Linked DNA regions of Mus musculus: all the other regions are linked to region 5. A link is a contact called in public promoter capture Hi-C data. All regions are on one chromosome and are shown on one strand. The core of a region is the stretch at or near the end of the contact, and the rest is flanking DNA. Distances in the headings are between cores, read along the strand shown. Region 1 holds the start of Slfn5os (schlafen 5, opposite strand). Region 2 holds the start of Slfn9 (schlafen 9). Region 3 holds the start of Fndc8 (fibronectin type III domain containing 8). Region 4 holds the start of AA465934 (expressed sequence AA465934). Region 5 holds the start of Myo1d (myosin ID). Region 6 holds the start of Taf15 (TATA-box binding protein associated factor 15).

The links. Promoter capture Hi-C pulls out the DNA fragments that hold promoters and counts their contacts.
Region 1: a promoter capture Hi-C map of liver shows a contact between it and region 5, with 4 times the contacts expected there. The contact joins the promoter of Slfn5os here to the promoter of Myo1d in region 5. A contact is called at or near these places in 3 of 39 promoter capture datasets (the 3T3-L1 cell line and liver).
Region 2: a contact with region 5 is called in a promoter capture Hi-C map of liver, with 4 times the contacts expected there. The contact joins the promoter of Slfn9 here to the promoter of Myo1d in region 5. A contact is called at or near these places in 2 of 39 promoter capture datasets (both in liver).
Region 3: a promoter capture Hi-C map of liver shows a contact between it and region 5, with 7 times the contacts expected there. The contact joins the promoter of Fndc8 here to the promoter of Myo1d in region 5. A contact is called at or near these places in 5 of 39 promoter capture datasets (the 3T3-L1 cell line, hippocampal neurons, liver and 1 more) and 1 of 115 datasets of contacts at active chromatin or transcription factors (extraembryonic endoderm stem cells).
Region 4: a contact with region 5 is called in a promoter capture Hi-C map of trophoblast stem cells, with 11 times the contacts expected there. The contact joins the promoter of AA465934 here to the promoter of Myo1d in region 5. A contact is called at or near these places in 10 of 39 promoter capture datasets (the 3T3-L1 cell line, 3T3-L1-derived adipocytes, frontonasal cranial neural crest and 5 more) and 1 of 115 datasets of contacts at active chromatin or transcription factors (astrocytes).
Region 6: a contact with region 5 is called in a promoter capture Hi-C map of liver, with 3 times the contacts expected there. The contact joins the promoter of Taf15 here to the promoter of Myo1d in region 5. A contact is called at or near these places in 2 of 39 promoter capture datasets (hippocampal neurons and liver).

Annotation. Positions count from the first base shown.
Region 1 is chr11:82,958,639-82,962,695 of GRCm38.p6, forward strand. It overlaps Slfn5os (schlafen 5, opposite strand), which reads right to left and starts at 2,043. Exons shown (of 3, transcript NR_045932.1): 1 at 1,967-2,043. Slfn5 (schlafen 5) reads left to right here. Exons shown (of 6, transcript NM_183201.4): 4 at 39-164; 5 at 1,367-2,090; 6 at 2,262-4,057. The coding sequence ends at 3,066.
Region 2 is chr11:82,990,122-82,994,552 of GRCm38.p6, forward strand. Slfn9 (schlafen 9) reads right to left here and starts at 1,709. Exons shown (of 5, transcript NM_172796.2): 1 at 1,467-1,709.
Region 3 is chr11:82,890,837-82,895,326 of GRCm38.p6, forward strand. Fndc8 (fibronectin type III domain containing 8) reads left to right here and starts at 1,309. Exons shown (of 4, transcript NM_030224.1): 1 at 1,309-1,564. The coding sequence starts at 1,359.
Region 4 is chr11:83,289,374-83,293,413 of GRCm38.p6, forward strand. AA465934 (expressed sequence AA465934) reads left to right here and starts at 2,326. Exons shown (of 3, transcript NR_028363.2): 1 at 2,326-2,460; 2 at 2,601-2,724.
Region 5 is chr11:80,778,657-80,782,977 of GRCm38.p6, forward strand. It overlaps Myo1d (myosin ID), which reads right to left and starts at 1,369. Exons shown (of 22, transcript NM_177390.3): 1 at 1,042-1,369. The coding sequence starts at 1,136.
Region 6 is chr11:83,471,364-83,475,726 of GRCm38.p6, forward strand. Taf15 (TATA-box binding protein associated factor 15) reads left to right here and starts at 1,745. Exons shown (of 16, transcript NM_027427.3): 1 at 1,745-1,843. The coding sequence starts at 1,837.

The DNA.
Region 1 (4,057 bases), core at 793-3,292, 2.2 Mb after region 5:
CCCTCTGTGTACTCAACGGTTGTTTCATGTTTCCTCAGACCTTTCCAGTTTCCCTCAGATGATCCCCTGGAAGAGTATGTTAAACACCACACCCTGCAGCAAGACCGTGTTCACACATAAATATTTGAAATGTGTGGAAGACCTGCAGAAGGATTACTTTCCAGGTAACTGTTGTTTCTGGCCACTTTGGAACAGGTTGACTGTTTCCATATTTGGGGGAGAAAAGCCTTGTTTTGAGTCCATACAAAACCACCTATGGAAAGTGCAGAGAGGGGCTGGAGCTGTGGCTTAACAGTTAAAAGCACTGGCTGCTCTTTCAGAGGACCTGGATTTGATTCCCAGAACCCACATGATGGCTTACAACCATTACCACAGTGGGTAAGTATGTTGCAATGTAGTTGCAGCATCCAACATTAGCAGTGAGAACGAGTGCATTATTGCCATGTGCCATGTGCAAGTGCAGGGCTGAGTGTGGACCATGTCCAGGTACATCTTGTGACTTTGTTCATAGATTTTCTAGGTTCTCTTATTGATAAGAAAATATTTTGAAACATTCTGGTGTTTCTGGATTTTTCTTGGTTTTAGTTGTTTCACCATTAAGCTTTTGCAGGACATAGAACAAAGACAAATTTAGACAGGGTTTCTCTGTGTAGCCCTGGCTGTCCTGGAACTCACTTTGTAGAGGCTGGCCTCGAACTCAGAAATCTGCCTGCCTCTGCCTCCCGAGGGCTGGGATTAAAGGCATGCACCACCTTCCCACTAGTGTTCTCATAGTCCAAGAGAGGTTCTTTCTTGCTGCCTTGGCTACTGTGTTCTCAGTGTAGTCCATGTTGATCACAGCTGGTTATGGGCTCCCTCAGACTCAAGATTGCTTCTCTTTTTGTTACTAATATAAAACTGATCATTGATACATGATAGAGCTCAAAGATCGAGATCTACATCATATAATGGTAGAGTAAGACTAATTACTAGCTACTGATTTGTTTAGTGATTTACTTAAAGCACTGCTTGTACATCTGTTGGCCAAGCAGGGCTTCACTTGCCATCTGAAACAGAATGACCTGGAGAAACAGTTAATAAATAAATAGACAAATAAATAAATAAGTCCTGGCCCTCTAAATCCTGCTGCCTGCCACATACTCTATAAAATCTTGCTTGCTCGCTCCCTCCACCTAGTGGTTTTAAAGTGTAATGCGTTATTACAGATGGCACGGGCATGAAGGCTTTTCATCCACTGGTCCTCTCTTCCACTCTCATTGGTGTTATTCAAGAAAGATTATTCAAGAGTGCTTATTCAAGAAAGATTCCCACAGCAATGGTGATTATTAGCTTGTCTCTGATTCATTCCGATTCTTTCCTTGTCTAGTGTCACCCAACAGGATTACATATACTCCAGAGAGCGTCTACAAGGACCTCTTCGCAGATTACAGAGGACTAAGAAACTTAATAAATATGGAAATGCGCTGTTTCTCTCAAGGGATATTGATCTTCTCCCACAGCTGGGCTGTAGATCTAGGTCTTCAGAGGAGGCAAGATGTCATCTGTGACGCTCTTCTGATTTCCCCGAACAACGTTCCAATCCTGTACACCATTTGCAACAAGTGGGATCTGGGGAACAGGCACTATTCCATGAAAGTTGCCCGTACCCTGAAGCAGAAGCTGGTGAACATGGGTGGCTACCCTGGAAGATTAGGCATCATTCCCTTGGTCTTACCACTGGGTTCTCACCAAAGAGTAAGGAATGACTTAGAAATGCCAGTGTACCCCGAATCCTATAACTTCATAACCACACAGCAGGTGGAAGCTCTGTTGCAATCTCTTGTGATCATCTTGTTTGGGTTCAGACCCCTGTTAAATGAAGAGTTAAACTTGGAGTCTGAGACTGTGGCCCTGCTCTCAGACCAACAGTACGGGTTGCTTTCAACTAACCTGAGCAAGCACAGAGAGATGTTTGTTCACGGCTTACCTGGATCAGGGAAGACCACTCTAGCTCTCATGATCGTGGGGAAGATCAGGAATGTGTTCAACTGTCAAGCTGACAACATTCTTTACATCTGTGAGAACCAGTCCTTGAAGAGGTTCATTGTGAGGTAAGCAACCTGACTATTCATTTCTTTCTGGTGGGCAATTTGAATGGGCGTGGCTTTCGAGGGCTAAGCTCTGGGTTGTTGCTTCCATGCTCAGGAACTATTCCTATCTATTGGGCTGCCTTTCTTTGCTTAGCTGAGGAAATCTGACTGTGTTTCTTACACTTGCATCAGGAAAAACGTTTGCCAGGCAGTGACACGGAAAACCTTCATGAAAAATACCTTTGATAATGTGCAACATATCATCGTGGACGAAGCTCAGAATTTCCGAACGGAGGACGGGAACTGGTACGCAAAGGCCAAAGCCATCACTCAGAGAGCGAGAGATGGCCCAGGAGTTCTCTACATTTTTCTGGATTACTTTCAGATCAATCACTTGTGTTGCAGTGGCCTCCCTGAGCTCCAACACCAGAAGCCGTTATTGAAGCTCACCAGAATGCTCCGCAGCGGAGACAACATAACCAGCTACCTTCAGGATATAATGCATCAAATCAGAGAAAATCCTCCCCCAAATGTCCCCCAAGAAGCCTTGATGGTGGGTGAAGAACTTGAATGGGGTCCAGATGTCACAGGCAACTTAGAGATTACTGATAACTTGAATTTGGAGCAGATGTCAGTCTATGTAGCAGAGAAATGCCAGAGTCTTTGGAGGTCTGGCTATTTCACGGATGTTGCTGTTCTTTTCACTAGAGCCAGAGATATAGAAAAATGTAGAGACAAGCTTCTGCTAGCAATGAGGAGGAGGTCCATGTCTCAGCTCGCTGAGGAGCCCAGTTTACTAGTGCAGGTCAGGGAGGGGTTGGATAGTCTGGGTAGTCACGTCGTGTTGGAGAGTGTTCACCGATTTTCAGGCATGGAAAGAAGTATTGTGTTTGGGATCATTCCAATGGGATCTGAGACGGCCATTTTCTACAATGCTCTGCTCTGTCTGGCTTCCAGGGCAAGGACACATCTGTATATTGTAAAGGTTGTGTTTTGATAGGAAGATGCCAGTTTTCAGTTAGCTTGGGTTGGTCTCTAGCTGTCTTTGAAGCTCTTTGATCTAAACATTTAAGCACCAAAAACATTTCATGTACAATCAGCCACACTCAGGGCAAGCAAATATGAGTATGGGGGATGTAGACAGTAGGAAGAGACAGCAGAGCAATTAGCTGGCACTGAGATATCCTTTCTCTCTCTCTCTCTCTCTCTCTCTCTCTCTCTCTGTGTGTGTGTGTGTATGTGTGTGTGTGTATCAGGAAGGACTGGTTGTTTGAGGTAGGCAGGAAAGAGCTAATTATGAGATGACTGCTGACTTCTCGTAGACTCAGATATTTTCCTTGTTTTTAACACAGCCACCGGCAGAAATGCTTGATCTTGGTGTGTGGAGGGAGCATGAAGGGGAGAGGGGGAGAGAGTGTGTCCATCTTTAGCAGGACATAGTTTGAAATGTAAGTTCACAAACTGCAAGCTATGATTTCAGGGTGAGTCCAGTTCAGTTTAGCTTGTCGAGTTGCTTCCTGTTTTGCCTTTCATCGGCATTGCTGTTTCTGATCTTTGCCTTCTACATGACTTATTTATTCAGAATCTTTGACTCCGCCTTAATACTATTCCTGTGGGGACCCAGAGTTACTACCGTCAAAGTGCCAAAGTGTGGGTGCAGTGGTTTGGAAGGTAGAGGGCCGAAGAGGAAGAATGTACAGAGTCTAAGCCTGGCATCACTCCACACTTAATTTAGTAACCACAGTATGCAAACATAAGTCAAATATCTCTGCTCTCTGTGCGCTCCCCAGTTCAAACAGCCTTTCGAAGGCCGTTGCTGAAAAAATACTCATTTGTCATTTGCTTTAGGTCTCTGTATAGCCCTGGCTGTCCTGGAACTCACTCTGTAGACCAGGCTGGCCTCGAACTCAGAAATCCACCTGCCTCTGCCTCCCGAGTGCTGGGATTAAAGGCATGTGCCACCACGCTCGGCTTCTCTGAAACTCAAT
Region 2 (4,431 bases), core at 459-2,958, 2.2 Mb after region 5:
AAGAAGTGTTCTTAACGCTGAGCCATCTCTCCAGACCTATATAATTGAGTTTTTTTTAGGGAGTAAAATCCTAAAACTGTCATGTGACCCAGAATAAGGCTGAACTAGAGGATGTTTGCCAATGTTGAAGGATTGTAGGGGCTTGTGGGACAACTGGTCTATAGTAATGGCACCATTCCCTGAGACCTGCAGAAAGGTGATCCTGTCTCCCTTACACAACCATATAAACAGTCGGTGGAAGATTAGGCCTCTGATGACTGTGTGTAGAAAGTAAGAGTGGAACACACAAGGCACTAGAAGGGCTGGGGCAGTATACTGGGCAAAACAAATTGGGACTGGCCATCTTAGGCGGAATCAGGACAGAAAGGAAACAGGCTTTAGAAGGTGTGCTAGTTGGGAAACTGAAATCCCCGGATTTTAGGCTCTTTTCCATAGCTTCTGGATTATAAACCCTGGGTTAGATAGTAGCAATTATATTTCTGCCTCTTGGCTCCTTGCTCAGTTAAAGACAGTATCTTAGAGAGAGAGGGGTCGCTCAGTGGCATCTACAGAATCCCTTTCAACATTGTCATTTCAAGCTGTACCTTGGGGCCTAAAGCTTGTACTCTAACTTGCACCTACTAAGAGTAACAGGCTCTACCAGCTCAGAGACTTCCTGTTGAGATTGCCAGCCAGAGCAAGCTAGAGTGACAGAGACAGCCTCCCTCCCCCATCCCTTCACCCATCTGGGTCCCCCTTCTCCTGTGCTGGGCTGGTCAGTCTCTCACCCACTGGAATCATCCCCTTTCACTCCCAGGCCCCTCCAGTCCTCAGCACCTACTTTTAAAGGAACGTGTCGCCAAGTCTGAGAAAATATCCGGGTCTTCAGACAGGAGAGACACAGTGGTGCCACCCTGGCTTCTGGGCTGCTCAGGTTCCAGTTCTGGTGTGCTGGACCTCGGGGAAGGTGGAGGGGAGCTGAGGGTCTCACCAGGTCCTGGTCGCTCCGGATCCCAGAGCGCAGAGCGCGCGGAGGTGGCGTGGAATTCCCGCCTTTCCTTTTCACTGCCTGACTCTCCACCCACCCTCTCCCGCCCGCGGGCAGAGACCAATAGGAAGCCTTCTAAATACCGGGAAGCTTGAAACTCATATGTGCTTAATAAACTAAACTTTAATAATTCTGAACCTTAGCCATATTGGGCGTTCGGATTGTTCTTGGTGTTTTTAGTTTCTTTTGGTATCTGCTTTCTCCCCACTTCTTTCTTCCTCCTTCCTCCTAGCTCTTCCTATATCCCAGTGTTCTGTCACCGGCCCAAGTGTACCTATTTACCAACTAATTTATGGAATCTATTCATACGAATTACACAAGACAGCATAAAACTTGTTCGAAAGGAGATAAGCTCTTCTCCAGGCCCTTTCCTCTGGCACCGGGCCACCCTTCTGTCCCTGGCTCCCTTGAAGGTCGCAGCTCTGTGGCTCTCACTCACCACTTTCATTTTGTGAGAAAAGACTTTTGATCGCTGTTCCCTGGCCGGCTGGGAAAGCAGAATTTAGAAACAGGCAGGAATGTAAGTCTCCCTTTCCTTCCCGAACTCAGCCTCCGGCCCAGAATCTTCTGGTCTGTGGCCAGGTGGTGTTTCATTTGTGGACTGGTCGCCTGTCTGTGAGGTTCAGAGGAGCAGCCCCGGGTCTAGCATGGGTTTGGCTAGCAGTGGTCACAGCGAATTGGCTCAATTCTTCTAGTGGTTGGGTTACTTGTTTTTGGGAAAACGAAACTGCTCGGATTTTCTGGCCGGCTGCAGGCATGCTGCCAGACTGAGCTCACTGCTGGTTTTGATGAATCTGTCTTGCTGCCCTTTTTCCAGATAAGCCCCCATCCTTGGCTGTGGGCGGCTTCCTCCCTATAGCAAGAACTTACAGCCTTCTCAGCCTGAGGGGGTTCCCTGCTGTGGAAGGGCTGTTGAAGGAGCTCAGATTCATGCTGGTCTGGGGGAAGCAGAGTGAGAGTGAAGCTTTTGTGAGGATCTCACCTCCTGAGCTCAGAGTTGAGAACTAACCACTGTTAACCCCTGGTACTTGCAGATCTTCATCTGTTCTGTGTTCCTACTGCATGTACACTTGTTACACATGGTTAACACCGTTAACTGCATCAGGATGTGTATTCTAGTTAAAAACCTGTTTTTCCATGGTTCCAAACTTCCCCTTTCAGTATATTTTCTTACCACCATAGTCCTTTTTCTTTAAAATTCTAATTTTCCAGATTGTACAGTGTTGAATGAAAAAGACTGTCATCCTAGAATTCAATACACACTGTCAACCTAGAATTCAACACACACACACACACACACACACACACACACACACACACACACACACACCACTTCACCTAGTGGATAGAAACTAATGATGTCCTTTTCTGGTGAAACAAAACAATTCAGCAAGGGCTTGGTCACCAGGAGACCTTTGTCACAAAAAATGTTAAAGGCTGATGGAAATTTGTACCAGAGTAACACTTAGAGTCACATGAATAAAACCAGTACTACAGGAGTAATTAAGTGAATATTAAAAGGTAATTTATCTTTTTCAGTGTTCAAAAATTACTGAAAAGATAAAGATACAACTATATTATGGTGCTTATAAAATGTAGAAATACAAAACTGTGATAATTACGGGGGCTGGGAAGATGGCTCAGAGACTCTGAGCACACTCTTGTGGTTGACCTGGGTTTGAGTCCCAACACCCACCTTTGGCTCAGGGACCCCGTAACTCCAGTTCCAGGGAGTCAATGTCATTGGCCATGTTGAACACTTGCTCTCAGATGCATGTACCCTCCTGTACTGGCTAGTTTTGTGTCAACTTGACACAGCTAGAGTTATCACAGAGAAAGGAACTTCAGTTGAGGAAATGCCTCCATGAGATCCAACTGTAAGGCATTTCCTCAATTAGTGATCAAGGGGGAAAGGCCCCTTGTGGGTGGGACCATCTCTGGGCTGGCAGTCTTAGGTTCTATAAGAGAGCAGGCTGAGCAAGCCAGGAAAAGCCAGCCAGTAAAGAACATCCCTCCATGGCCTCTGCATCAGCTCCTGCTTTCTGACTTGCTTGAGTTCCAGTCCTGACTTCCTTTGGTGAGGAACAGCAGTATGGAAGTGTAAGCCGAATAAACCCTTTCCTCCCCAACTTGCTTCTTGGTCATGATGCAGGAATAGAAACCCTGACTAAGACACCTCCTGTGTTGGAGTGAAGTTTTTGTGTACCACATATAGAGACTATCCTTGTGTTAAGCAAATGCTAATTTCCATCCTGACAGAGATCTGATTACAGCAAAACTTTGGTATTGTCATTATTTAGAAGATTATCCTGTCTTAGTATTTTCTAATCATTGTTCTCCACCACCTCCTGACACAGAGGGAGGCTAGGTAAAGTCTCTGCAGGGAGTTGTTCTTCCCTAAATTGAAGTCTCAGGGAGAAAGGGGGTGGGGCACTTATCTCTGCCTTTTGTTCTCAGTACTTGGAAGACTCTCAGAGCAAGTGTTCACTTGGTGAAAATACTCTCTGCAGGTCTGCACATAAGTCAGATCATAAACTGAATAAGAGGTTATAACAGAGAATGCCTACCTGCATATGCACTAGGAGCAATGATCTGCCTTAACTTCATCATTGGTTACTAGCTTGTAGGGTCATGGAGAAGTTTTAGCTTAAAACTAAACCATCCTTGAAGTTTTAAGAAACTCAGTCAATATCTTAGCTCCTATTTTTGCACCTTGGTTTCTGTAACCCCTTGGAATGGGCCCTAAGTTTTAGAAGTCTGTTGTTATCTCAGAAGCACTGAAGCAGTCCTGTTATAAGGAATGTTTCTGTGGGTGCTGCTACTTGGAAAAAATGGTAACCCTTGCATCCTAGCTGAGTCTGGGGTCTTCCTTCAGCAATTTTTGGGCCCTTACAGTGAGATTTAGGGTAGGCCATTGTTGTTGGGTTAGCGTAACTGAGAATCTGCCCAGCTACAGTGCCCAAAGCTTACAATAAATACAATGAGTCTCTGTGTCCTTATTCAGAGCAAGGGTGGGCATAAATAGTTACTGTTACATACATGCGCACATACATACATGCATACATAATACATGCATGGTTAAAGATAAATGTTTAAGATTTTGTAAAAATAAGAAGATAAAAGGAGGAAGGGAAAGTGTGAGAGTATTGAAACGGTTCTGCATCATTCGTGAAGCAGCATGTAACTCAGCTCTTACAAGTTAAACCCCGGTAGTAGCCGGGCAGTGGTGGTGCACGCCTTTTAACCCAGCACTTGGGAGGCAGAGGCAGGTAGATTTCTGAGTTTGAGGCCAGCCTGGTCTACAAAGTGAGTTCCAGGACAGCCAGGGCTGTACAGAGAAACCCTGTCTGGAAAAACCAAATAAAAAAACAACAAAACAAAACAAAACAAAACAAAACTCAAAA
Region 3 (4,490 bases), core at 59-2,558, 2.1 Mb after region 5:
ACACACACACACACACACACACACACACACACACACACACACATTTTGTGTGTCCAGCGAGTCTTCCAACGAGTCTCTTGTGTATACCAGCCTCTATTTGCAAAGCTAGGGGACACTCACTCTACCTAACTCAATATTTACAGAGTGAAGCATCCCTGACTTCTAGTAGCATTCTTGTTAGGAAGACAATGAAAGTGGATCAATTCAGATCATTACAGATTGTATGATCAAGCTGAGATCCAGCGAAGTTCACAGAGAGTACCTGTGTCCCTATATTTTCCAAATTTATCAAGTTCTATCTTACGTATATAGATGTTTTGCCTGCATGGATGTCTATGCAATCCTGGCATGCCTGGTACCCAAGGCAGCCAGAGAGAGGGTCAGATCCCTTGGACTGGAGTTACAGATGGTTAAGAGCCACCATGTGGGTACTGGTCTTCTGGGAGAGCAGTCAGTGCTCTTAACCACTTAGCCATTTGTCTAGCCCAACATTTTCCAGAGGTTTTAATGGAAGTAGGGAAATGCTTGAGTATATAAAATACTATTTTGATTTTTTTAACCACATCTAGTGGAAGAAATAAAGCAGTTTTACAAAACCCACGAGTGAGGTTCTATTTCTGCCTGTATTTTGTAGTTGAAGGAATTTGGGCTCAGTAAGATTGTTATTCTTTGATTTATACAGATAGGAAGCACAGAACTGAATCTCCAGTCCATATCCAGCTGCAGGGCTCATTTTTAGAAATATCTCCTCATGTTCACCATTGTCTCTCAATCTTTCAAGGTGTTTGGAATCCTGGCCCTGAAACCAGCTACTCTGTGAGCTACAACCCACAGTAAGCTTTCACTGTGCCTGCGTTACTGGCTATGGTGGGATTTGCTGCTTAGATCCCAGGATAGAGAGCCTTAGAAGTATCAGTAGGCAAAGGCCTTCTCTTCAAAGTCTGGTTGGCTCAGGCCAAGTGGTGTTCTCTGTGCCACTAGCCTGCTACCCCTTCCTGGACAGCTCTAAAGAGGCACAGGCAATTAAGCCTTTTGAAGTCCTCAGAAGAGGACCGAGTAGTTGTGACCACAAACGTGACCTAGAGAGGGTCATGTGTGCTGGAAGGGGCCATCAAGTTTCTTTCTTGGCTCAAGCCCACCCCTAACCCAGGCGTTTGGTCTGTCCAGCTGCACAGCAAACTTCCTATCAAGGGGAGGCTGGCCCCCCGATTGTTACACTCTGTGATGATTGTGAAGTCAGAGCACTGCAAACCTTCTCACCCAAATGAAGGGTGAGACCTTTGCCTCAGTTTTTCTCTGCTTCCTGCCAGCTGGTTGTCCTGGAGGGTGGTGGCAACCCTGCGCCCCACCCACACCAGATGGCGACGGTATTCTGTAAAGTGGGGGGTGGAGAGGAGGCTGTACCGAAGAAGGAAGCCCTCAATGTTATCAATGTGATTGACCAACTGCCAAAGCCCTGTCCAAATCCTAAGTTTATTAACCGGTCCATGGCTACCAAAGGCCTCCTGCTCCCGTCAAGACGCAGCTTGGCCAGCTTCTCAGAGGAAGAAAACACCGATGTCATGTAAGACACGATTTGGGGTCCTCATTTCTAAGGCTGGAGAAGCTTTGCAGCCCACTGTGGTGGGTCCTTCAGGGAAGAACATATCAGGAGGTTCCCCATGCACCCGCCCTGAGCCCCACATCAGTTTTGAGAGGATGTGGGTTCCCCATTCTAGCTGACCTTCCTGGACTAGCCAGGGGGTGCTTCCTATTCTGCTTGCCACTCTCTGCTACCCCTGTCTTCTCTCCCTCATTTCTCTCACTTTAATGCCCCACCTGCCTTCCAGCTGAGGTTCACTGGTCTGCTAAGTCAGTCTGAATTTTCTCTGCTTCATACCACAAAACTCTCTGCTTCCTGGTGAGAAATATGACCCAGCATCAAGTTGGGGGATGCAGAGGTGGGAAACATGGTCCCTGCCTCCAAAAAAAATGTCACGCCTGGTGCCAGTGGTGTCAGAGGTGGGGGGCATCAGACAATAAAGGAGATACAGTACAGCCTGGTAAATGCCGTCACAGGGCAGCTTGAGAAACCAAGGGCTTGGGATAGCTTGGGATATGGTGCAAAAAAGGGAGACTTCTTAGAGGAAGATTTCCAGGGAAACGGTGTGCAGGGTGACTACTGAGGAAATAGTACAATCTCATTGAAGTGACCCGTGAGTGGGCCCTGGGCTTAATCTAATGTTCTGTTAGCACTGTCTTGAGCTACTATGTGGATGCTGGGAATTGAACTCTGTCTTCTACAAGAACAGCCAGTGCGTGCTCTTAACCACTGAGTCATCTCTCCAGCCCCAGACATGAAATCTTTTTTTGTTTGTTTGTTTGTTTGTTTTCGAGACAGGGTTTCTCTGTGTAGCCCTGGCTGTCCTGGAACTCACTCTGTAGACCAGGATGGTCTCAAACTCAGAAATCTGCTTGTCTCTGTCTCCCAAGTGCTGGGATTAAAGGTGTGTGCCACCACCGCCCATCGAAATCTTTTATAATTGCTTTTTTTTTTTTTTTTTTTTTTTTGCTGGGCAGTGGTGACACATGCCTTTAGTCCCAGCACTTGGGAGGCAGAGGCAAGCAGATTTCTGAGTTCGAGGCCAGCCTGGTCTACAGAGTGAGTTCCAGGACAGCCAGGGCTACACAGAGAAACCCTGTCTCAAAACAAACAAACGAACAAAAAAAAACCAAACAAACAAACAAAAATTTGTTTTAGGTATGTGAGTACACTGTCACTGTCTTCAGATACTCCAGAAGAGAACATCAGATCCTGTTCCAGATGGTTGTGAGCCACCATGTGGTTGCTGGGAATTGAACTCAGGACCTTTAGAAGAGCAGTCAGTGCTCTGAACTGCTGAGCCATTTCTCCAGATCCTGTAATTCATTTTTTTAAATTTATTTTTATTTCATATGCATTGGCCTTTTGTCTGCAGGCATATCTGTGTGATGGTGTTGGGTTCTTCAGAACTGGAGTTACAGGCAGGTGTGAGCTGCGATGTGGGTGCTGGGAATTGAACCCAGGTCTTCTGGAACAGAACTGATATTCTTAAGTGCTGAGCCAGCTCTTCAGCTCCAGTTTATAATTTCTTTTTAAAAAGGTTTCATACACCAGGCAGTGATGGTGCATGCCTTTAATCCCAGCACTTGGGAGGCAGAGGCAGGCAGATTTCTGAGTTCTGAGGCCAGCTGGTCTACAGAGTGAGTTCCAGGACAGCCAGGACTACACAGAGAAACCCTGTCTCGAAAAAAAAAAAACAAAAACAAAACAAAACCAAAAGCAAAACAACAAACAACAAAACAACAACAACAATAACAAAACCAACCAACCAAACAAAAAGTTTCATACTTAATTTTTACTGGGATCCACAGACTGTGTGCTGGTTAGAGAGAAATGTGTCCATTCTAGGTCACCATTAGCTATTGTGACCTGACTAAGATATCCATTGTTTGTAGGAAACTTCATGATTTACTTAAGGGGTGGAGGATAGGATGGGGGAGGGGCGAATCTCAGGCAAGGAGTCCTGAGTTCAAATCCAAGTTCTACATCTTAGATAAATGGCCTCAGCCAACTTCAGTGGCTAACACTCATCTAGCAGGGCTGCTGTGGAAATCAGGAAAGAGACATGTTCCACAAGCAGTCCAGAGTCCAGTGGATTTCTGTGCCTACTTTAGCGCTAGCTTTTTCAGTGGGGGAGTCTGTTTTGTTGTTCCGGTTGTTGTTGGTTGGTTGGTTTTTGAGACAAGGTTTCTCTGTGGAGCCCTGGACATCCTGGAACTTGCTCTGTAGACCAGGCTGGCCTCTAACTCAGAGATCTGCCTGCCTTTGCCTCCTGAGTGTTGGGGTATGTGCCACCACTGCCCAGCTCCAGTAGGGGACTCTGAAATGGAGATTCTTAGGACAGTCTGAATAAACGATGTCAGCATCCTGACACTTCAGTCTATACATACCGGACTTAAAGAACATCTGCTTTAAATGTCCAGTGTGGGCTGAGGGGTAAGTATTCTAGACTCATCCAGCTGTCTCAGGAGTTTGTGGGTTAGAGCTGAAAGAGAGCATATGGCCCATCAAGCAAATGGGAAGTTGTAAGCTGGAGTAGACTAAGGTAGAAAGGTAGAGTGGGACCTGTTTACATGCCAGGAAACCTTAGCTGGTAGAAATCAAAATGAAAATAATATCTAGACACAGGTTCAGAAGCCGCAGAGCACATCACAGGCAAGGATCCGTGGATGGGTCTGTGGTGTTTTAGTTATAGGTATGCATCAATCAAACTTGGTTTTAAGGATTCGAAAGCTATTTTTTGTTTTGATTGGTACACTTCATCACCAAGACAATGCAGGGTCGTATATTTCCTTTGTAACAGCAAAGGATGACAACAATACACATTTCCATGCAGGGACTGGAGAGATGGCTCAGACTTAAGTGCGGCTGATCTTCCAGAGGACCAGGGTTGGCTTCCCAGCATCCA
Region 4 (4,040 bases), core at 1,076-3,575, 2.5 Mb after region 5:
AAAGACTTATTTATTTTATGTATGAGAGTACACTGTAGCTGTCTTCAGACACACCAGAAGAGGGCATCGGATCCCATTGCAGATGGTTGTGAGCCACCATGTGGTTGCTTGGGATTGAACTCGGGACCTCTGGAGGAGCAGTCAGAGCTCTTAACCACTGAGCCATCTCTCCAGTTAGACACTATTATTAACCTTTTTTTTTTTTTTCTTTGCAGAAGGGAAACTGATAGATTGAAAGTCTGTTTCTTAGTTTTTCTCTAATCTTGTGTGTGTGTGTGTGTGTGTGTGTGTGTATACATGCGTGTGCAGGACCAATGTACCCAGGAGCCACTCCAGAAAGCTAGCTATGTATGTGCTGCCCTGATGAGAATCCTAAATGACATGATGTCTGAGCTAGAGTCAAACTGAGAATGGAGACAGAAAGAGGAAGGATAACTCAGGCAGAGAAAATAGCACACACAAAAGAACACTCTCTTCTCTGTCTTTCAACTATGAGGGTTAAGGATGATCTTAAACCATATTTGGATGGTGTACTGGCTGGTTTTACGTGTCAACTTGACACAGGTTGGGGTTATCACATAGAAAAGAGTTTCAGTTGGGGAAATGCCTCCATGAGGTCCAGCTGTGAGGTATTTTCTCAATTAGTGATCAAGGGGGAAAGGCCCCTTGTGGGTGGGACCATCTCTGGGCTGGCAGTCTTGGGTTCTATAAGGGAGCAGGCTGAGTAACCCAGGGGAAGTAAGCCAGTAAAGAACATCCCTCCATGGCTTCTGCATCAGCTCCTGCTTTCTGACCTGCTTGAGTTCCAGTCCTGACTTCCCTTGGTGGTGAACAGCAGTATGGAAGTGTAAGCTGAATAAACTCTTTTCTCCCCAACTGCTTCTTGGTCATGATGTTTGTGCGGGAATAGAAACCCTGACTAAGACAGATGGTCTAGTATAGGCAACACTTTGTTACTTCCTATGCTCCCTTTTATTTCTTTGAGACCCTTTGCCAATCCCCTATTGATCATCACAATCCTTGTTTGTCACCTCTCCATTTCCACTGTCATTATCACTTAACTCTTCTTAGCTCTTGAAATCAGTTTCGGAGTGTTTACACTGTCTCACTCTGAACATGCGTGTACACTGTTTCCTTAAATATTACTCTGATCACTTCATTACTTGGCCTCTGAAATATTCAGTCTCCCTCTACTCTTCAAGTTTGCATCCAACTGGTTTGTGCTCTTAGCAAAGTCTCAGCCTGTCTTCCTAATCTCCTATCACTAACACAGGAGTCCTTAAACTTTGCAGTGACTCAGAATTGTTCCTGGAGTGCTTGAAGTATTCTATTGGGTCAGTTATGGGTCACAATCAATTTGGAGTTTTTACTATTACTTTTTTACACTGGACGACGGACGATTAACAGGTCTTTGCTTGTTTCTAGAGTTCACGGAATTTTGAGAAGCACCCCAACAATGATTTTTAGCTTTGCCAACATTTGGAAAACTAGATTTTTCAGCTAACTCATCTTGAGTTTAATAATTTTCTTGATCTTTCTGTCTCTCTATACTTCTGACTATCCTGGAGCTCCCTATTAGATCAAGGTGGTCTCAAACTAAGATATGCTTCTGCCTCCTCCTAAGTACTGGGTTTAAAGGCGTGCATCACCACGCCAGGGGGGAATCAGGAGATCTTAAGGCTCTTCAGGACCTAAATGAAATGTCTCTTCTCCCAGGAGATCGTCCGTGCTGGCCTTGGCAATTTGATATTTAGCTGCACTTTTCTCAGGGCATCTTTAATTATTTAGAATGCCCAATACCAGGGTTTGATTACCAGCACTCACATGGCAGCTCACAACCATCTGTAACTCCAGTTCCAGAAGATCTGATACCTGTTTCTGATCTCTGCGGGCTCTGTGTTGGCATAGTGCACAGACACGAATGCAGGCAAAACACACATGTATAATCACAAATAGATCATTTTTAAAATCTGTTTTTTTTTTAAAAAGTGTTCAAGATAGGAGTCTCTCTCTTCTCCCCATTCTCCATCGAAGCAATGGTAAAATCACTACGCCTAACAGTCGCCCGGAGTCCCGTGAGTAGAGAATTGTGTAAGAAGAAAACCAGCGTCGCTTTCTGAGCAAAAACCACAGGCCTAAGTCGCGAGACACAGACCCAGACGCCTAGAAAGCCCGGGGAAGCAGCCTCCACCTTTAGGTCAGCTCCACCCCTTGCTTTCACTTCACCTTTCGATTGGCTGCTCTTCATGCAGGCACCGCCTTATAGTTGTCACGTGAAGCTCTGGCTGCCGTGGGATTGGCTTACTGACGCGCGCGGGGCTGTGGGATGCAGGCCCGAAGAGGCGGAGGGGAGAGGACGCGGGAAGCCAGTGTGCCCCGGACGCAGTGTCCTAGCGCTCATCGGGTCATCCTCTGCAGCCCAGATTGTCCCTGTCCAAGACTGCGGAATGAAGAATCCAGGTTGGGAGCCGATTGAAGCCCCGACTCCGTCCTCAGTCCTCTTTCCCTACCAAGGATGGCTTCAGGCTCCCGAAGTTGGCGGGTTTGGACTTTTATCTTTTTTTTTTTTTTTTTTTTTTTTTTTTTTTTTTTGCTTTGAGAACCTGTGTGTAAGTCCTCTCTGGTCAGCAAAGGAATCTGTGCAGAGCGCCATGAATTAGAGGATGGGGGAATGAGTGCTTGAAGATGCCCGAGGTATGGTCCTTATCCGTGTGACATTTGGAGGTAAGATGGCGTTATAAATTGTGCTCATGCATTTCTAATTAAAAGCCATGGGATTAGGCTTACCAAGGTCACTTAATTGAACCCTTTTGTTCCAGGCTGTTAACACGCTTCCCCAGTTCTTTAGGAACTCAGTGAGATGGGGCTGGTGGGAGAGATGGGGGAAAACTCGTGAACTGGCGCATAGTTGGCACACCAGTTGCCATGAGATGAGTGCTGTGAGGCAGAGAACTAGGTACCTGCTGGCATGGCAGGAACTTGGAATCAGGTACCACCATGTCTGTCTGGATCTTTAAGCGGAATCGGTTTCACAAACTTTGCTTCTGTAATTCAAAGGGCAGAGCCTTCCTTTGGGATTAATCGAGATAAGGTTTCCTGTGTAAAGTGGCAGCAGTATGGAGAGGCAGAGCTGACAGCAGGAAGGGTTTCTCTGGGGCAGGGGAACACAAGCTCTAATAGTAGATTTGAGAACTTTAATAGTCTAGGTTGGGTAGTCTGTAAGATTCGTTAGGATTATGTTATTAACTAGTTAAGGGGTAAATGGGTTATTTTGGGGTTTTTATTTTGTTGTTTTTAAAAGATTTATTTATTTCATGTATATGGGTACACTGTCGCTGTCTTCAGACATGCTAGAGGAGGCCCATTACAGATGGTTGTGAGCCACCATGTGGTTGCTAGGAATTGAACTCAGAACCCCTGGAAGAGCAGTCAGTGCTCTTAACCACTGAGCCATCTCTCCAGCCCCTTTATTTTGTTTTAAAGACAGAGTCTGTATAGCTAGCCCACCATGGCCTCAAACTCAGGATTCTTCTGCCCCAGCCTCCCAAAGCAGTAGGATTACAGGTGTAACCACCACTGCCCCTGGCTTGATTTTTGTTGTTTTGGAGGTTGTTTGGTTGTGGTGATGGTCTTTCTGGGAATTGACCTAAGGCCTCATTCATTGTTTTGAAATCCCTTGAATACCACAGTAGTTTGTATATTATTTCCTGGACCATGGGGAGAAAGTGGATGCTTTAGTGACTGAATTACACTTTTATAGGTTTAAAGTCAGCATATATATGTGCTGGAATCCAGGGAAAACAGAGGCAGAAGACCCACTGAATCACAGTGTTGTGAAACAGATGAGCTTTAAATCAGTTATTGACCCTATGCAAGAGCAGCCAGTGCTCTGAACCACTGAGCTATCTCTCCAGTGCCTGTAGTTTCACCTATTATTAGTAAAGGGTGGATGTTGAGAAGTTAGAGATGGAAAAATAGAAACCTGGTATTCAGACCTTCCTAATTCTGCTATTAAGTGGTATAGAGCTTTAGAAGACCCT
Region 5 (4,321 bases), core at 119-2,618:
CCTAATTATGATTTTCAGGTTTAAGTTTAAAAAGTGATATTTGGCTATAAAGTTTACAAGTAACAGACAGAGCAAAGCTTCCGGGAAAACACAAACAAACAAATAAACAAGTAAGCACACGCTTCAAGCTGAAACTCCGTTTCAGTTTTTTTTTAAAGTCAAAACACTTTAATACTCAGATTACATATTACTGTTTGAAAATGAAATAATTACGTATAGAAGACTTTCTAAAATAAGTTCCTCTTGGAAGCCCATTTTGGGGCATTGTGTTGTAACTAAATTCTCAAAGATGTCAGTAACACAAAGGCTCCATCCATACATAACTCCTTGAAAAAACTGAAACCATGGACGCCTTGTCAAATTCAGACAGTTTATCTTGGCACTGGCAAGTACAGCAGTCTCTTCGATGTCTGGAAACGGGTCTAATTACGTCGAATGAGTAACTAAAAAATAGCCCGTGTCCCGGAACAGACAGCTTAGGGTTCACTCCATAGCATCCTGAATGGTAGGATGGAACCACGCCAGAAAGAAAGAAAAGAGAAAAAAAAAAGAAGAAGAAGAAGAGGAAGGAAAGAAACGAGAAAAGAAAATCGAGCGTGAAAGCAGGAGATAGATGCCAGGCTCTTTTAAAACAACCTTCCAGTTTTCCTGGGGCTGCCAGGGCCATCACGCCGCTCCTAAGTTTTTCTTTTCCCTTACTTTTGTTCCATTAAGTCACCCGGTCCCGCCCACATCATTTACCTGGCTCAGGGCGGGCTGGTGCACCCCTAAGCGACCTCAAGCCCAGCATGCCCCTAATCAAGACACCACACAGGGACGACCCCAGACCCCTAAAGTGCAGTCCTAGACCTCATCACACCCTGGAGTCCCAAGGCCGCACCAAGGAAGAGTCCTCTCTCTGGGAGGCGTGACCACCCAGCGCCGCGGACCCCCTGTCACCCCGCCGCACTCACTCGCGGGAGCTGCTCGCCCCGGTCACCCCGAATCCTCAGCAGCGCCCCCTCTCGGGAAACCCCGGCATGGCTGTCGAGACGCGCTCACCTGAGCCTAAGGTTGGCCATGAACTCGGGCATGGAGACGGTGTCCATCAGCACGAAGTCCGCCTTGCCGAACTCAAGGCTCTCCTGCTCCGCCATGGCGCCGGCTCAGGTGGGAGCGCTCGGGTTGGGGCGGGGGTGCTCGGCACCTTTGGGCGGGGTCGGGCCGGAGAGAGAGAGAGAGCGAGAGAGACGGCCGCCACTCCTCAGAGCTCCAGCCGGCGCGGCTCTGAACGGGCGAGGCCGGCGGCTTCCGCTCCTCCCGCGGTGGCTGCGGGTTGTGTGGGGGCCGTGGTGGCGAGACGGAGACGGCGGCGGCTGGTCCCGCCTCTAGCCTGGGTCCCGCTGGGCCCCGCCCCGCCCCGCCCCGGCCGCTCGGGCTCCGCCCCGCCGATGAGCCCGCCCAACCCCGGCCCAGCCGCCTCCTCACCTGGGCGGCGCGCACGCGTGGGGCGGGGACGCGCTCTGGGCCAGCCGCGGCGGCTAAGCGGCAGCGCCCCCTAAAGACAGGCACGGGCATCTAGCGTGGCGGGGAGCCGTGTGGACCTGACTCTGGGTAGAATAGGCCTTGTTGCCTTCTTCAACCCCTGCCTAGTAGATGCCAACAAACTTACAAATTTACAAACTTATAACTTGAGCGGCTTTGGCGCGAATTATCCATTATGATTCCCTCACATTCTTCTGTGCTCATGTGCCATCCATCCTTGAAATGGTGGCTGAATAGTTATGGCAATGGTAGAGAATACTTCCAGGTCACCGAAATGTTTAGAGCTGTTCTAAGTGCTTTAGCAAACTTAAGTAACTTGTCACACTGCTAGGAAGTGGAGGAGCTGCGACTTCGTGGAGGTCATCTGATTTACGAACCCCAGCATTCAGCCACATGGCTTACTCTTCATTTCCAGTGGTCCATTTTTTTCCACTCATGTGAGCATGTCATCAGACTAGTACCTTATACTAGTAATTTTTTAAAAAATGTATGAATCATCTCCTCGGGATGATTGCAGCTTCTAGCATAGAGGACCATGTCCTAAACTTTTTTTTTATATCCCCCACCTCCACTCTCTACACATTCCAAGAAGCTTATAGTAGTAGTTTGTATTATAAATAAGAAATCCATGAAATTAGTTCCATAGATTGTAATGAGTTATGATCTCCAATTTCAAGACACACTGGGTGTTCTTAAAATGGTTTTTGTTGGGGGGAGGGGTGTTGCTGGAGAGATGGCTCAGTGGCTAAAAGCACTTGCTGTTCTTACAGAGGACCAGAGTTAATTTCCCAGCATCCACAACAATAGCTTTGCCTGTAACTCCAGTTCAAGGAGATGAGACACCCTCTTCATACCTCTGAGGGTACCAGGCAGGAACATATATACATGCAGGGACTCACACAGTCACATAAAATAAAGGTGAATAAATATTTTTTTTTTAAACTTTTCTTTCAGGGGCTGGTGAGATGGCTCAGCGGGTAAGAGCACTGACTACTCTTCCCAAGGTCCTGAGTTCAAATCCCAGCAACAACGTGGTGGCTCACAACCACCCATAATGAGATCTGACACCCTCTTCTGGTGCATCTGAAATCAGCTATAGTGTACTTATGAATAATAATGAATGAATCTTTGGGCTGGAGAGAGCAGGGACTGAGCAAGTGAGGCCTACCAGAGTGAGCAGTGTTGACTGGAGCGAGCAGAAGTCCTAAAAATTCAATTCCCAACAACCACATGAAGGTTCACAACCATCTGTACAGCTACAGTGTACTCACATACATAAAATAAATAAATAAATTTTTTTTTAAAAAACTTTTTTTCCAAATATAGACTATATTTTCCTGATGGATATACATTGTAAGGGGCATTGTCTAGTACCTGCACATATTTGGGCCTGTGTCTGTTAGGACCATGTTCTGTGCAGAATCTATTAGGAAATCAAGAGCATCCAAGCCCTGGCTGGACTTCAGCTCTGTGGCTGAATTTGAGATGAGTAAACTAGGCTGAAGGACCTTGGCATGTTTTAGCTGCCAACAAGCCACACTTGCCAAGAGAGGGGACAGCACCCTGATCGCTTTCCTGCAGCACCTCTGCCTTCAGAAAGCCACCCTGATCCTTGGCACGGCACAGCAGGTTGGCCTGCAGTTTGGCTCCTGTGTGTAGCTTTCTTTCTGAGGAGGATTCTTGGATTTCATGGTGATTGTTTGTAGAGAAAGAACTCTGGGATAGATACTTCCAAGATAGGACTGTCCTATGCCTGTGTCATTTGTGAGAGCAGACTGGTGGCTAAGAAGACGCTTATATAAACTGGTTCTGCATTCCTACACTCTTCTGATCAGTGTATCTCCATGTAGGCAGAACTGAGTTTGTAAAGGGAAAGAAGTAGGTCTCAAAGTCTGTGCCCTAGGAAGCAGACCCCAAGTTCTATCGGTAAATGGATATGTAGGTATGCCTAGTATATGTGTGTGTGTGTGTGTGTGTGTGTGTGTGTGTGTGTGTGTGTGTCCTGAATCCTGAGGTCTTGACAATCAGAACAAAATTCTAGGCACTAAGAAAAGAGACATGAAAATCTACAGATCACAAGAACATCAGAGAATGGGAGGCACAGCAGGGTGATTTGTGATTTCCAAATGGCTAAATTTGGAGAACTTTATAGTAGTCATTGCCATGTATGGGAGGCTCAAGTCTGGAATATGTGTACAATCTGTGCAAAGATATTCTGTAAATTCTTGTATACATCCAGATTAGAATAAAGTCAGGCATCGAGACCAGTGAGTTTCTTCTGATGAACTTGGAGCTATCCAGCAAAGTCCACTGTTAATTGAGGTCACCCTTTAGATTCTGATGTCATTTTTTTAAATGTCATTGGGTTGTACAAACATAGAGAGAATTCTGATTCATGCGTTCAGAAGTAATTTATTACTTGTACAGTTTTCTATCCAGCATTGTAGTGCCCAGCTGCAACCTTATTGATCAATGCTCACACAAAGCCCAGATGGTGTGGGCAGCTAAGTGTTGAGGACTATGCTCCTGCAGGCTAAGCCACAGCAGTTTAGCTCTCTATGAATCTCTTTCATGACAAAACAAGAAGGGAAACACATTTGAGCCGGGCGTGGTGGCACACGCCTTTAATCCCAGCACTTGGGAGGCAGAGGCAGGTGGATTTCTGAGTTCGAGGCCAGCCTGGTCTACAGAGTGAGTTCCAGGACAACCAGGGCTACACAGAAAAACCCTGTCTCAAAAGAGAGAGAGAGAGAAACACAGAGAGAGAGAGAGAAACACACACACACACACAGAGAGA
Region 6 (4,363 bases), core at 495-2,994, 2.7 Mb after region 5:
TATTTCTTTAGCCTTGCCTTTTGGTCCTGTCTAAAGGTTCCTAAAATCCTCTGTCTATACAGATACAATGAGGAGAAAGGACCTCATGCTCTTTTCTGACCTGAAGGTATCAATTCTGAACTTACCCTTTCTTTGCTCCATTCTAGTCTTTTCCGCTTGGTCCCTGTCACAGTGCAGGACACCTCTATCTGGCCATTTCTTGCATAGGCTTTCATGGCCTCCTAAGTGTCTGTGACTTCTGCACTTCCCTCTGCAGTTACTTTATGAGTCCAGTGCACTGCGATCTCTCTCACTAGCATTATTATTAAGCCACTCAAGTGATCTTCCTGCTTAAAATATTTTGTTTTAAGACAAAAATAAAAAAGGCCCTCTGCAGTCCTGTGTGTCCTGGAACTCACTATGTATACCAGTTTGGCCTCAAATTCAGAGGTCCTCCTGATTCCACTTTCTAGTACTGGGCCATGCTACCTCAATTGGTTTTAAAAATTATCAGTGCTGGGAATTGAGCCCAGGGACTCAAGCATGTTAGGCCAGGCTTGGATCACTGAGCAAAATTCTTAGTCTCGCTTCTCTCTCCCACTTTTAGGCACCTCGCAACTCCAACCTATTCTTCATTCTACAGCTGGAAAATACATATCTAATCTCCACCTTTTGAAGTTCTCTAGTGGGTGGATCCACCACCTTCAGGACAAAGTTCAAACTAAGAGGCCTCAGCTATATACCCTCCTACTTTTCTGGCAAGTTCAACTTTTCTCCCCTGGAGGCTACACTTCAAACATATCAAATTACTTGTTCTACACCAAGTCTGGACAGATCTTTTGCCCAATTCAACTTGAATAACTCATCACCCAGGTCTTCGTTCAGGTGTCACTCACTCGGGGAAATGTCCTTGCAGATTCTCGAGTTTTCCAAGCCCTTTTCCCAACTGAGCTTACTCTACGGCTTTCCGGTAAAACCCCTTAGCAACAGGGTCTGGTTACCAGGCTTCAAAATTCCACCTTTGCCCTTGGTTAGCCTCAGGCTATCCGGCTGTATCCGCAACTGGGGGAAACTATTTCATCAGTCTGTTGTGCGAATTAAATGAGATGATGTAAGGCGCTGACAATTTAAGAGTTAGCTGTTACAGAGGACTAAGAAAGATCCATTCCCGTGTCTCCTTATTCCCGGAGCCAGTTATGCGCGTGACTTAGACTGAAGTCACATTTTTGTTCTGGTCTCACTTCGATTTTTTTATTGGACAAGGTGGTTATAACAGCCCCGGAGGCGATCAGGTATGGAGCTTGTCACGACTTTCGTTCCGCTCGCTGCCCAGACTCGGGACGCCCCCAAGTGGTTCAAGTTCTGCAGCAAGAGCCCGAGCGAGGCCGACCACACCATTCCCGATTTTAAAGGAAGAATCGACTTTCCCAGGCATTAAGTTCTTATTTATAAAAGGGGAGCCTCGTCTTTCGCTTCATAGCTTCAAAGTCTACCAGACCCGGTAAAACTAGAACTGGGGTTGTGAATGGGGCGGAGCGAGCTGGCTCGCTTTCCTCCCCTAGCCCCAGGAGGGCATTGGTACTTTCCTCTCTCAATTCCCTCTCAATAATGGTACGGTCGCGGAGGGGAGATCCGGGAGGACTCTAAGGCTCGGCGGAACGGAGTGGCGTGGAATCACCCCTCCGGCTTCGGCGCAGTGGTATCGCCTGCCGCGCGCTGATTGGCTGCCGAGGGCCCGCAGTCGGCCTCAGCCCGCCGCGCCGCCCTCAGAGCAGCTCCAGCAGCCGCGCCGCCTGGCTTTTCGTTTTCCTTGTTCTCCGCGGGCCGTGGCGGGGCTCCGCGCCGCGGCTGTTAGTCATGTCGGGTAGGTGACTCCGTCAGCGAGCAGCGGCAGCGGCGAGAAGGGGTCCGGTGGGTTCTGGCCGTCTTCCCGCCCACCGGAGGGCCGCGAGGGAAAGACTCCGGCCTGAGGGAGGCTGGGGTGGGGGGAGGGAGGGGGGCGGCCGCGTCGCCGCCATGTTGGACCGGAGGCACGCACGCTCCCAACGCTCCCTGGCTACAAATCACGGCGGGAGCGCCCCGGAGCTCTTTTGATCCTGCCCTTGGAACCTGGGGAGATGAGCAGCTCCCCGGGGAGGGTGTGTGTGAGTTGGGGGGGGGGCGGAGGCCCGTCTACGCCATCGTAAGGGCGGGGGGAGCCGAGATCTGAGCATCAGCCTGAGGACTGGGGGCTTCGGGTCCTCCGCGCCGACTCAGATCTCTCAGCGAGGCCTCCGGCCGGTCGTCTCGCCACCTCGTTCCTCTGTTTCCCCATCCGAGAAGTGGAGCTGGGCCTTCCTGACTCACCCATTCATCAGGTGGGAGTCTTACGCTCTGGGAGCCCTTTTCGAAGCACTTTGCCTTACCCGAAGTCGCGCTACGGTCATTCCCTCTGCTGTAACCATTGGGGTTGCGGGGCGGTGTTTGTTTATTGGGCTTCACCTTTGTACTCCCTCCTCCACTTGTTAATCTCCTGAACTTAGAATTAAGCCTTGCCAGTTACTGACGAGCACTTTTAGGTCTTCGTGGCATTTCCCTTAAGACTTTAGAGACCAAGGACAGCGTCTTCCTCAAATTAGTATTTATAGAGGCCACTGCTGTGTGGAAGTGAGGCTTTCCCCCCTCCGGACAGGCAGTCTGGGTCCTGTTAAACCAGAACTTAAAAGTCCTCTGAATTCTAACAGTTCCAGTTGACCACATAAGGTCCTTTCTTTGGGCTACACTTACAGGTGGCAAAGACAGACCCAGAACGAGAGTTCTTTACTTCTGAGGAAAACATTGCCTAAAGCCATATGGCTGAGATGACATAATGACTTTGGTAGTTTTTCACCTACTTATGAGAGAAAGGATCTCATGAGGTATCCTTGGCTCAACTGGAACTCGATATGGAGTCCAGGCTGGCCCCAAACTCACAGATCCACCTAACCGCTGGCACTAAAGGTGTGCACCACTATGCTTGGAAGATTTGCCCTTTTATTAATTAATTGGCAATCCTTTTCTAAAGGTTTTCCCAGTCCACCTGGAGGGATGTGTATGATCAAATCTGCAATTGGAGAAGATTCAAAAGGAGCGAGAAAGACGGGACAGAGAATGATGGTCTTCCCTCAGATTAGCAATGATACTGAGGAGCTAGAAATCTCATCTTTTTGGGTAGGGTACCTGTATGGTGGAAAAAGCTAGGCTGAAGTGAAGTTAGCTCTTTTTAAATTCTGCTTTTTGTTCAAACAAGGGATTATTAGTTCCAGAGGAGAAATTGGCATATTTTTTCCAGGTAAAGGTCCAGAAAAGGATGTACAAGTGCATCCTTAGGAAGGGTATATGTAGGTTAACCGTGACTTAGAAAATTAAATAGCTCTCTTCATGTAGGAATTACCAAGATTCAGTGTAAGCAGTGCTCAGGGATTGTTTGGGACAGGATCTTCCAGTGTGTCCTAGGCTGGCTTTGAACTCATCATCTTTTAACAGCTTCCTGAGTGGCATTGCAAGCTTGCTACATTTGGTCCACACTGTTGGTTTTTTATTGTAATTATTTATATAAGACAATGACATTTTTATAGGACTGAGTAATTTCAATGAAAGATTTAAATTTAAAGGCTTAAGTTAGGATTTTTTTCTTACTGTTATATACAACTTAATATGTTTTGTGATGTATATGAAATACCTTGACTTTTGAATAAGTGACTTGTTTAATGTGTGTTAAATTAATACACTTAACAGAATAAATCCCCCCCTGTAAGTAACTAGTATTATTAATAAGCTACATCCTTTAAACATTCCAGACTACACTTAGAAATTTAATTGACTTATTTAGATGTTTGCTGTGGCAGAAAGACCCATGGTAAAAATGTAGAAGCCAGTGTGGTATGCATAGAGCTATTTTGGCAGTTAACTGATAGAGAGTATAGGTCTTGCAAATCTAAGGACAAGTGAATCCTTCACCTGTTAGCCAGATAATGAAAACTGAAATCCTTATAAATCTTGGTTTTACAGATTAATTATAGATTTGAAGGACTATCAGTGAAGGAATGAACAAAGGGAAAAGTCCTAGTGTGTGCAGTAACCAGGAAGCTTAGATACTGAGTAGACTCTTAAGAGTTCGTAATCTGGAACCTTTTACTTTTAGTACTCATTTAGCCTTTAGGAGACCACAAAATATTATAAAAATTTAAAAAGTCTGGGCTAATTAATGTTTTTGGGTTCCTGGTTGGAAATAAATGAAAAACTTACTGTTCTTATTTTTGAGACATGGTCTTACTAGCTCTCGATGGCCAGGAACTCACAGAAACACCTGCCTCATATGTGCCGGGCTTAAAGGTGTTCACCAAGCCTCAGTGAGTTGAAGTTT